Linked DNA regions of Mus musculus: region 2 is linked to region 1. Evidence: chromatin contacts called from public Hi-C data. All regions are on one chromosome and are shown on one strand. Each heading gives the region's core, a stretch centred on a gene start, on an enhancer-like site or on the middle of the called end of the contact. The rest is flanking DNA. Distances are from core to core; before and after follow the strand shown. Region 1 holds the start of Ifi27l2a (interferon, alpha-inducible protein 27 like 2A). Region 2 has its middle 36 kb from the start of Ifi27l2b.

Evidence for each region. Hi-C and Micro-C count contacts between places; a contact is called where the count stands out from the background.
Region 2: a Hi-C map of regulatory T cells shows a contact between it and region 1, with 2.7 times the contacts expected there. The contact joins the enhancer-like site here to the promoter of Ifi27l2a in region 1. A contact is called at or near these places in 19 of 39 promoter capture datasets (the 3T3-L1 cell line, 3T3-L1-derived adipocytes, the C10 cell line and 12 more), 2 of 15 datasets of contacts at CTCF or cohesin (hippocampal excitatory neurons and pro-B cells), 63 of 484 Hi-C or Micro-C datasets (the AML12 cell line, B cells, CD8 T cells and 39 more), 6 of 115 datasets of contacts at active chromatin or transcription factors (CD8 T cells, the HPC-7 cell line, bone marrow-derived macrophages and 3 more) and 4 of 9 other capture datasets (adipose tissue, embryonic stem cells, liver and 1 more).

Annotation. Positions count from the first base shown.
Region 1 is chr12:103,440,373-103,446,385 of GRCm38.p6, forward strand. It overlaps Ifi27l2a (interferon, alpha-inducible protein 27 like 2A), which reads right to left and starts at 3,308. Exons shown (of 4, transcript NM_029803.3): 1 at 3,255-3,308; 2 at 3,110-3,139; 3 at 2,460-2,621; 4 at 1,794-2,011. The coding sequence starts at 3,261. The coding sequence ends at 1,938.
Region 2 is chr12:103,490,735-103,496,622 of GRCm38.p6, forward strand. No RefSeq gene overlaps it. Among named protein-coding and RNA genes, the nearest start is that of Ifi27l2b, 36 kb to the left of the region's middle. Within about 2 kb of position 2,292, at least 16 of the 459 cell types and tissues checked have an H3K27ac peak or open chromatin away from gene starts, as enhancers often do. A contact at or near this core is called in CD8 T cells, adipose tissue, muscle stem cells and 1 more, where this site is marked.

The DNA.
Region 1 (6,013 bases), core at 2,058-4,557:
GGTGCATGCTCGGCTGGAATGCATCTAAATGTGAAAACAGAAGCTGCTCTTTGCCCTGCTACTGATCCATAACTCTGAGCATGCCACCTCCTTCTTATACAGAGGATAATGAGGAGGTGACCTTCCTGACATCTCAGATACCAACCAGGATGGGGATCTCTGAGTAGTTGTGATGGCATCCTTCTATGAACCACTCATCTCAAAGCCAGATCTGGTTTGCATTCACACCCTCCTATTCACACCCTCCTCCCCACTGTGTATCCAGGGATTATTGCTGGTAGCCTAGATCGAAACCTCTGTCTGAATGAGATGACCCAACTGCAATGCCAAACCTCTCCCTATCCTTCAATTATTCCACAGCTCCACTAAAGATCTTGAATGTCACCCTTTGTATGCCTCCTGCACAGCCCTGCACAGAGCTTGACGAGAAGAAATAGTTTACCAGTCATGCTAGTTAGGGGTCAGTCTCCACTTCACACATGCAGAATGGCTCTAGCTCTGAGGGCTGTGGGAGGAATTTCCCTGGGACAGACATAGTCTTCATCCTCCCTCTAAGAAAGCAGTCCCACTACAGCAGTGTCCCCAGACCCAGAGGTCCCCACTCTCCCTTTCATGACTTATGCCTCCTTCTCAAGCAGTGCCCTGGATAAGAGGATAATTCAGAACCCACCCTTCTCTGAAAATCCTCAGGCCCTCATCATTCTCCTCGAGACAGGATTTTGTACCCACCAGCTGACCTAGATCGAATGCCCACAGATCCTGAGCACCCACCTTTGGGTCTGGCAGAGCATCGCTGCCAGACACTGCAGCCCAGTTAAAGTGGGTTTTTTCTTCTTTGTGTGTGTCCTGACTGGGACTTCAATACTGGCCAGGACAAAGAGGCTCTGAACAGGTTTGGGCAGACCCTTCTACAAGTATTGAGCCAGCTGCTAGGCAAACCCCTAGGATGAGATAGGTAATGCAAGAGACCCAGGAATCCCACACTGGGCTCCCAGAGTGCGTATGTGAGCCTGACCCTTGTTCACCTGAGATGCAGACACCATAAAATCAGCAAGCAGTCATCTTTGATATTGCCATTCAGGCACCCCAGATAGTAGAAGGAAACTTCAGAAGTTAGAAGGGTTTGAAGATATGAATGGGTCCCAATAAATATAGATTGCTCAAATGTATCCTTCTGCCTCAAGACTTCTAGGTGTCAGTGTGGACCCTGTCCAGCACTGCAGAATGTGACATATAAGCAATGACTCTCAGGCTTGAGTAAGGGAGTAGTCAGGTTGCTTCAACATACGGCAGGGGTTTATGCCTCCTTTCCATTTGATAGATATTATAGATGATGGTGACCTGTTTTGATTTCCTCTTGTTCCTCAGGTACCAGTGCATTCCCAGTGAGCCCAGTGAATTCCCTGGTGGTTTTCTGTCAGCCTCTCAGCAGTACAGTGAGGTAGCTACAGGCTGCTCATAGCCCTGGATGTGCACAGCCATTGATAGGGAAGGACCAAGAGCTCAGAGGGTCACTGTCTTAGGTACCACTCAGCTTAGCCTCATGACAGAAACCTCTTGTTGCCCTACCTTGAATAAGTGATAAAGTGAGGTCCACAATCCCCCACCAAAGCCCTCATACCACACAGATTATTTCCATTAAGGCAGGGTCCACCTACAGCCCTCTGCCTACTGACTGTGTGCTGGCCAACCTGTTACCTCCCTCTGATCTCCAGGCTGAGGCTGACTGGGAAAGTCTCAAACCTTGAAAAACTCCCAGCCCAGAACCCCAATCAAAGAGCCACCACAGCAAAGTTAGGAACACCAGCCCATATACTTTGTTGTTTTCATCATTCTTTGACATCAGTGAGGGTTCTGAAGGTGCCTTTTGGAACTTCATCTCCTGCGTAGTCTGTACAGGCTTTGAGTTGAGCTGATAGAAGTGTCATCTCCTAAGCTCAGAGCAAGGCTCCAACAGCTGCCCCAGCAGCCCCTAGGATGGCATTTGTTGATGTGGAGAGTCCAAGGACCCCTGGGAAGGAGACAGTGCAGTGACAGGCAGTGACCTGATGCTCAGAGATGCCCACCCAATTTCTATGGGAACCTTAGGGCTTTGCTTCAGCCAGAGCTATTTAAAATGAACCAGAAGGAGAAGACAGATGCGGGCCAAGTGGAATATAGGACAGAGAGCTATCCACAGAGATGCTCTCTCTATAGCAGGACAGAGGGGTACTCATTGTAGAAAAAAACACTCAGGGAAGATTCAGAGCACAAGTAGCATGCCTCAGACTCCTCCCTACTTTAGCCATTCAGCACCTTTCACCCAAAGCCCACACACCCCCACCTAACTCAGAATAAATCAAAAAGTAGGGACAGAACTAGAAGACACAGGTCACTTAAGAAGGTGGGGCTGGAGGGAGAGGAAAGGTGTCACCATCCTTGTCTTGGACTCTGGTCATCTTGCCTGGCCTGACACTTACCTGCTGATTGGAGTGTGGCTACCAGGCTTCCTGCTGCAACTCCACCTCCATTGGCAATTGCTGCAGCAGACATCATCTTGGCTGCTATGGAGGCAGCTGCAATGCCTGTCCCAGTGAAGCCCATGGCAGCCAGGGCCACAGGTGCCCCTGCCACAGCCAGAGCTGTAGGGAGAGGAGCTGGGTGAGGTAGGCTCAGGGAAATGACCCACCCAACAATTCCCTGACTGTTTCTGGGGACTTTCTATTCTGAGGAGCATGGAAGGGGATCCCAAAGTAAAGAAGAAGGGGAGCAAGGTGGAGGCAAAGGGGTCAGTGGAGGATGTGACAGAGCCGTGGTGTTCCCAGGCTTGAGAAGAATCATCCTTCACTGGGCCTGGGGTTGTGAGGGTTAAATACAACCCTGCAGTGTTCAGCAGCTGCCGCTCCCTGTCTTCTCCACATTCATCTACTTGCTGCTCATCATATATGAGGCCTGGAGGGGCAGCTGGGCAGAAATCTTAAGCTCATTCCTAGAGTAGATTTAGCACAGCCCAGGGCCCTGCTCTGCACCCAGGCAGCTCCAGAATCCAGCAGTAGCAGGCAGCAGGAATGGTACCCATCTAAAGCACAAATGGTACCCCACCACCTCACCCTCAGGAGCAGAGACAAACCTCCTCCTATGGCAGAGCCAAACAGTGTTCCTATAGAGAGATGGATGGATAGAGAAGGTTAGAGTTTGTTGATGGCAGGGATTTCTTGGTGGCTTTGCTCAGGCATCCCCGTTCCCAGCTCACTCGGGGCAGGGGGGCTACTCACCCAACATGTTGAGTCCTCCTGGTAGCAGCAGAGCATAGGAAGAACTTAGGGAGTGGCTTATATCTGGGGAGAGAAGAAGAGGCTTGTACTGGGAACCAATAGGGACAGGGTCCGCCCCTTTGAGAGGTTTGAAAGCTAAAGGGGAAGTTTGAAAACAATCTGGGGGAGGGTTTGAAACCAGTCCTCCACCCACCTGCTTACATCTTTCCTGAACTCTGTCTCTCTTTCTCTCTCTCTCTCTCTCTCCTTCACACACACACACACACACACACACACACACACACACAGAGAGAGAGAGAGAGAGAGAGAGAGTACTAGGATGAGCAAGAAGACTACAAAGACAAAACCTGTGTTTGCTATGAAATGGAAACTAAAAAAAAATAAGAAACACCTACAGAATAAACAAACTCAGGAAGAATAATGTGGGCCCAAAAATCACCATTTCACCTGACAGAGGTTGAGAGATCATTTTGGAGCTATGGCTGGCTGACTAGCTTAGGTTACCCAAAAGGTCATGTACCCACACAGTAAAAATTTTGATAAGGTTTTTCTTATAGCAGAATGAAGACAGTCATAAATCAAGGTATATTCATACATAAAAATCCAAATATATATGTATATGTAAGACCCCTGAAGCTGGGCCTGCACTCGAGTCCCCGGGATGAGCTGGACAGCACCCCAGTGACCCACACCTGATGCAAACTGCAAGAGGTTTTATCAGCTAGCTGAGGATGAAGTCCCTCTGCCATGCAGCGCAGGGGAGTTCGACCCTGAGCACTGACAGGAGGGGGCTTTTAACAGCTAGCTGAGGAAATGGGAGGAGTTGGAAGGAGTTGGGAGGAGAGTTGGGAGGAGAGTTGGCTACAGCTCCTTTCTGGCGAGGGGGGGTGGGGGCGTGAGCTGCAGCCTCCTCTCAGGTGTCTATCAGGAAGGAATTGGGAGGAGGAGAGTTGGGAGGAGAGTTGGCTACAGCTCCTTTCTGGCGGGGGGGGGGGGGGGGGGGGAAGGGGGGGGAGGCAGTGAGCTGCAGCCTCCTCTCAGGTGTCTATCAGGAAGGAATTGGGAGGAGGAGAGTTGGGAGGAGAGCTGGGAGGAGAGTTGGCTACAGCTCCTTTCTGGTGGGGGGGGGGGGGGAAGGCAGTGAGCTGCAGCCTCCTCTCAGGTGTCTATCTCCATGTCCTTGTAGATCTTCCTACAATTATTGCATCTCTGGCTGTAAGGCACAGAAACAAAAAGGCTTTTGGCTGGCTATAGAGAACAAAGAGCTTCTTTCTGGCTGTATTTTTAGAGATCAGGGAAAACAAGCTTGGGGGAACGTCCATGGGCCTTACCTTCCAGGGAGAAACACTCTAAGTCGGGGTCACACACACACACACACACACACACACATATACACACATATGCATATATATACATATGCATAGATGTATACATACATACATATGCATATATATGTATACATATACATATACACATATATTATATTTTTACGTGTTTGTGTATCAGTGAGAACATTAAGTGGGAGGGCTGAGCCTCTGCCATCCATATCCTGGATGCTAACTGAAGGTATTTCCCCTTTTGTTTGGTGGCGGCCAGGTATTTGTATATTCTAGAGGATTTGCCCTAGAACCTGACTCATTTCTGTAGAAACACTCACTCAAGGCTGCTCTATTATCCCCCACATTACTCCCAGATTCAATGAGCTAGGTTCGACACCAAGATTTTAGGTTGACAGGCACATTGAATAGCTATTATAAGGGCTAAAGACATCCCAGAGAGTTAAGCCCTGAATGTGCAGCATTTGTAATTCTCACAATTATGGGCATTCTGGTGAGGAAATCACACTCAGGCAGGATTCATTCAAAGATGCAGCATCTTTCCTGGGACGGAACTATCTCCTGAGTGTTTCAGTGCTGCCCTACAGAGGGAACTGCTTACACTCCCAGAAGCACTTACTTCCACCACCAAGGCCCTGACTGCCCAGGGGACACTGCATTGCAAGCAGTAACCTTTATTGAACTGGCTACTTAGACCAATGTGGACTGTCCCAGGGCATCAAGTTCACTGAAGCATAATTTAGAGAAGTTGTCACACTTTTAACACAAGCTTCATCAACTTCAGATGAAATTTAGCTACTTAATCAAACACTGGCCAAGATCTAGAAACTTCCATGACTTCTCTTCTCTCCTAAAATGTCTCATCTCCCCAAATCTCCCCTCCCCCACTGATTCCCATTTGAACTCCTTACATGTTCCCTTCCAGAGGGCCCCTGTTTACCACCTTGAATTCTGCTCTGTGGACATCTTCTACCTTACTGTCCCAGCCTCTCCTTTAAGGGTGTGAATTTTAATATTGACTTTTGTAAGTTAACCAGGCTGAATTGCTGACACTACAGTGGCACACAAGTAGTAGTTTCTGGTGATGTAGTCCTCTAGGGAATGTGTATCTTAGTACCCTTGCTCTGTAGAAAGTGTGATAAATTTCTGTCTCAGTCAGGGTTCCTATTGCCGTGATAAAAACATAATGACGAATAGAAACCTGGGGAGGAAAGGGTTAACTTTGCTTGTCCTTCCACATCACTGTTCATCACATGGGAAGTCAGGACAGGAACCCGTGTAGTGCAGGAACCTCATGGTGAAGCTGATGTAGAGGCTGTGGACCAGTGCTGCTTACTGGCTTGCTCTTTCCCTGTAGACCCACAGTAGAATGAGCACTGATAATCATTCAAGAGGATCAATATTAGGCTGTCTTGAAATCTC
Region 2 (5,888 bases), core at 1,042-3,541, 49 kb after region 1:
ATAGTCTGAAGACATAAAACTAGGAGCTTTTAGGTTTGCATGCTAGGTTAGGATGAGCCCTTTCACTGTTAACTGGGTTGCTGGTAGTTTCTAGAAAACATCACGTCTACAGCTTGGAGGGAGAAAGGTCTTCTGGTGACCCAGAGTCCCGTGTAGCCCAGAGGAGACTTTGGGGGCATTCTCCTAGCTCTGCGCTCTTATGCTCTCTTCATAAAGCAACAGGCACACAAGAGGCCAGTGTCTCTGTCCCTTCCTGCTGTAAAATACCTGGGACTAGTTGACTTATAAAGAGCAGCAACGTCTTACAGGGCAGATGCAGGATGCTTAAGACCAAAGTCCAAAGATGCCCCACAATCATGCTGCATTTGGGTAACCCTCACCCCGTTCTTAGGCAGGATGGAGGATGTGATCAGCCCTAAGCCAGTGGCATTCATCTCTACATACAGCCTTTCACCAGGTTTGTCAACCTGGGTCCCTCACAAGTGGAGACTGCTAACACCGAGGACCCAACCACAGCCTCCAAGGACACATGACTGGACAAGCCATTGGACTTCCCAGAAGACATGGGCAAGGGAGTCCTGAAGAGCCACTAAGCTGCTATTAGCAGATCCATTAAGCTGCCATCAGCACAATAGACAAGAAAGCTGAGTGTTTCCAAGAGAGAGAATTAGTCAGCAGAGGGGACAGACCACAGTGCCACACAACTTCCTGGAAGAACTTATCTGCCTAAGTTACCCCAACTCACACACACACACACACACACACACACACACACACACACACACACACTCACATACACTCCTGACAGTAAAGTTTGGTTGCATGTATCACTGAATCATGCTGCTTGAAGAAGACAGTGGTCACCCTTAGGGAAGGGACAGAAGGGCCTGGGAGGGAAGGAAGGGGAAGGGAAGAGGTGGGGGAGAGAACAGGAAGCAGCCTTCTGGGACTTGGAGCATGGCTTTATAAAAGCGTTTCCAGATGTTTGTGTATAATTTGTGCACATGTACATATGTTTCTGCATGCACAATTATATCTCCATTAAAAACTCAAGGGGGCTGGAGGCAGCTCGGCACTTAGGAGCTGAACAGAGTTGTTCTTGCTTAGGACCAAGTTTGGTTCCCAGCGCTTACATCAGACAGCCTGTGTCCATTTTTAAAAAATGAAAGTTTTGGGGAATTTTTTTTTTTTTTTTTTTTTTTTTTGATGCAGGAAATGTAGGTGTGGCCACCCAGCTGGTTCTGGATCCTTGACAGAAAATGGGAAATTCCCTGTCAAAAGCAAAACAAGGGGTCGGAGAGGTGGCCCCATAGGTAAGAGCATTTACTGCTCTTCAGAAGACACGAGTTTGGTTCCCCGCATCACACGGAGCTTTCCAATCCTCTGTGGGCACTCAGCAACTGCACATGTGTGCAGACGGGCAAAACACTCTGCTTGTGCACACAAAAATAAACCTAAAGCATTTAAAAACAAAACAAATCAAAAACCCTTTGTTCACCAAGTGGCATCATTAAAAAAGGGGGGGGCAAGTAGAGATTAAAAAACAAACAAACATGGCTTATAAGGCCATGTTATACTCCACAAAGACCTCAGAACTAGAAATATGGAAAGTATTCAAAAGACAGCCTGATTTCTAATGGGAAAGCCGGGTGTGGTAGTGCAGGCCTGGAATTCTCCCATGCAAGAGATGGTGATAGAAAGACTCTGGCCTTGGGGCCTTCCTACTCTACAGAGTGAGATCCTGTCTTAAAACAAGATGGGGAAAAAGAGTGTGTTTGTGTATGTTCATGTATATGTGTGTGTATGTTTGTGTGTGTGTGTGTTTGTGTGCTTGATTGTGTGTGTATGTATGCATGTTTGTATGTGGTGTGTTTGGGTGTCCATGTATGTATGTGTGTATATATGTGTGTGTGCGCTTGCATTTATGTGTGTATATGTGCATATTTGTGTGTGGTGTGTTTGTATGTGTTGCTGCATATATATGTGCATGTTTCCTTGTGTATGCTTGTGTTTGTGTGTATGTGTTCATGTTTAAATATGGTGTGTTTATGTGTGCATATATGTATGTGTGCATGTTTGTGTGTTTGTATGTGCGTACATGTTTGTGAGTATGTGTGTGTGTATGTGCGTGCTAGGTGCTAAGTTAAAAGCCTCTGTCAGGCCTACAGACCACTTACACACACATCCCCCCGCACCCCAAGGGGTTGGAGTCTTGCAGCTAATTGTGGCCCGAGTTGTAGTAGTGGGAGAATTTGCTTCTTGTATTGAAGTGCCCTCTTGTGTCCATATTTGGAACTGCAAGCACAGCAGCATTTTGTGTTGGACAATGATGCAGGTTGGTTGGGTGGGGTGAGGCTGTTCTAAAGGCTGATCAGGTTTGTCCTCAGACGGAAATGGTTGCAAGGATAGCTGTGTTCTTTGGAATACCCATTTCTACCCAGCGAGCATCACTGCAAAATGATGCTAAGAAGTTTCTCGGTTCACACAGCACCCCCACCTGTGCTTTCTTCTCTGTTTGGTACAGACTTCTAGAAACCATACTGTGAATGTGACCTCACTTCTCAGACCACACGGATGGGAACTCAGAAAATCCACTCCAACCAAGGTTCTTTCCCTGGGAATTTGGAAGGAGAGAAATTACAGAGACAGTCAACCAGCTAGCTGGACCTGTAGCTGGACCTGCAATGAACCACGCAGAGCCGTGAAGTAGCCACAGTCTGAACTGAACGTGGGATGAGTTGGGGAGAAAGATGATCGTCTAAGAAGAAAGGCGACAAACGTTCCCAGAGAAGCCAGAGTGCTAAGAAAACCCTTTCTGTTCTCTCTCTCTCTCTCTCTCTCTCTCTCTCCGAGACAGGGTTTCTCTGTGTAGCCCTGGCTGTCCTGGAACTCACTCCCTGAACTCAGAAATCCGCCTGCCTCTGCTTCCCAAGTGCTGGGATTAAAGGCGTGTGCCACCACTGCCCGGCCCTTTCTGCCTTCTCATTGCTGGTCAGCCCTGAGGTGTGGGAGGCTCCTGGTGGTTCATCTTCACTGTCAACTTGACTGGATTGAAGTCACCTAGGAGTCTCTCTCTCTCTCTCTCATATGGTGTGTGTGTGTTCTAGAAGTGTGGGTCTAAGAAGGGAGACAAGCCCTGAACGTGGTGACATCATCCTCTTAGGGCCTGGATCCCACGCTGAATAGACAGTAGAAAGAAGAGAACATGAGCCGAGTGCTGGTGTTTGTCAATCTGCTTCCTGACTGTGGATGCCACGTGACCAGCAGCCTCATGCTCCCACCACCAATGCCAGCCCAAGCCATGACGGACTGCCCTTTCCTTGTGGACTAAGCTAAACCCTTCCTTCCTTAACTTCCCGTTGTCAGACATCTTGTTATAGCAATGAGAAAAGTAACGAGCGCGGCTCCTCAACTGTATTAGCTATGCTGTGTACATCTCAGGCCACCAGAGCCCTACCAAAGCTCTTCCTGGTGGCCACTCTTCATTCCTCATTCATTCATTCATTCATTCATTCATTCATTCATTCATTCAGAAAACACTGATACTTTCTACGTGTAAAATGCTGCTCCAGGTGTAGAGAAAAGAGCAGTGAAGGAGGTGAAATCTTTGCTGTCACATCCAAGAGATGGTCATTAAACCAACAAACAAAAACACAACCTACCTGAAGGTGCCAGGGCTCTGAAGACAAGCCGAGGAAGAAGACTATGTTTGCTGCAGTGTGAGTTGCTGTGTTAATAGAGTCTGAGTCCGTTTGTGCTTCTGTAACAAAATACCTGGTTAATTCATGAGGAAGAGAAGTTGATTTCTCCACCTGGGGAGTCCAGTTCAAGTTTAAGTCGGAGCCAATTAACATTTAGCACCTGAAGTCTGTACCTTAGAGGGGGAGAAACACTGCCGCCTCGTGGTGGGAGGCAGAAATGCAGCAGAGTCCAACAACTCCATTGAGCCCTTTCAGAAAGCCACCTAACCCCGCTCACCACAGAGGAGTCCTCCTGTCCCCATTGCCTATCAAAGGGCCCGTCTCTCATTGCTATCACAGTGGCAGCAGCTGGCTGACTCTTGGAGAGGACACATTCAAACAGCAGACGCTAACAGGTCAAGAAGGTTCTGGCCTTGAGTCACAACCTGAAGGAACTACAGAGGCACAGGGAGTCATAGAGCATGTTCAGGTCAAACATTCCATGGAGGGAACGGCAGGCCCAAAGACCCTGAGGGAAATGGGGCTAAAGGGCGGTATCAAGTGTGGCCAGGATGTAGAATGAGACTCTGAGTGGCCAGGGGAGCATGGTGGGTCATGTCCGTCATATACAGAATATGGACACTCAAAAGGTTTAAGCTGATGTCGTGCTCTGAATTACTTATTTTTAAGAGAATAGCTAGGCCTTGAGTTGCCTATGGTTGCCTAGGGCATCCTGGGGTTTGGGGAGACCCATCTGGGACTCAGCCTGCAAACGCTTCCCTGGACTGCTGGGCCTCTGTGCTGGATTGTGTGGGCCCAGGGGCTCGGTTTGCTTTGGCTTATGCTACCTGGAAAAATGGAACCTCAGTCAGAACAGGCTGGTGTGGGTTCCAGCCACTCAAGTTGTTTTGTGAGTTTCGTCTTCTTTCCCCTGTGAGACAGAGAGTAGGCATTTGTGCTTAGAGGGAGGAACCCCAAGGGAAGCTGAGGCAGGAGGAAGAGGGGGCTGCAGTTGCCTAGGCTGGAGGCTTATACCCAGTCAGTGATCAGTCATGGGACCTGCCCAGTGTCTACTAGTTATACAATGGGAGCTGTCCTCAAACCCACAATTCCACCCACCTCCCCCAAAGTATTGACTCTCTGGGTCATTAAAGCGCAATGTCACTGTCCCACTTTTGGGGGATTTGCATATTGAATAGTTGTGATTTGCAAGTCTGGATTCAGGTAGAGGTGGTTGGGGAGAGCTCTGGCAACTCCAAGAGCTGCCTCTGTCCTGTGTAAAGGGAGGATGGAGGCCCATTCTGTCCTGTGGGTGTGGGGACCTCTATGAACCAGATTTTCTGAATTTTGAAGAGGAGAGAAGTCTTACAGGAAGAAGTATTGTACTGGCTAGTTTTGTGTCAACTTGACACAGCTGGAGTTATCACAGAGAAAGGAGCTTCAGTTGAGGAAATGCCTCCATGAGATACATTAAGGCATTTTCTCAATTAGTGATCAAGGGGGAAAGGCCCCTTGTGGGTGGGACCATCTCTGGGCTGGTAGCCTTGGGTTCTATAAGAGAGCAGGCTGAGCAAGCCAGGGGAAGCAAGCCAGTGAAGAACATCCTTCCATGGCCTCTGCATCAGCTCCTGCTTTCTGACCTGCTTGAGTTCCAGTTCTGACTTCCTTTGGTGATGAACAGCAGTATGGAAGTGTAAGCTGAATAAACCCTTTCTTCCCCAACTTGCTTCTTGGTCATGATGTTTGTGCAGGAATAGAAGCCCTGACTAAGACAAGCATTGTCAAACACAATAGGACCGGAAGACAGCTCTGTTGGTAAAGCGCTTACGTTATAAACACGAAGACTAAAACCCACATAAAAAAGCCAGGTGTGACGATACACACTTGGCATCCCAGAGCCAGAGAGGTGGAGACAGGTAGGGATAGCCAACCTAGCTTCCTTGAAGAGTTTCAGGTTAATGAGAGACAACGTGTGAAAAATAAAACACAGCCAGGCAGTGAGGGCTCAAGCCTTTTATCCCAGCACCTGGGAGGCCAAGGCAAGTGGATCTGTGAGTTCGGCCAGCCTGGTCTATATATAGAGCAAGTTCCAGGATGGCCAGGGCTACACAGAGAAACCCAGTCTTGAAAAAACAAAACCAACCAACCAACCAACCAACCAACCAACCAAACTAAAGCAAACAAAATAAAAACAGGTGGATGGCACCT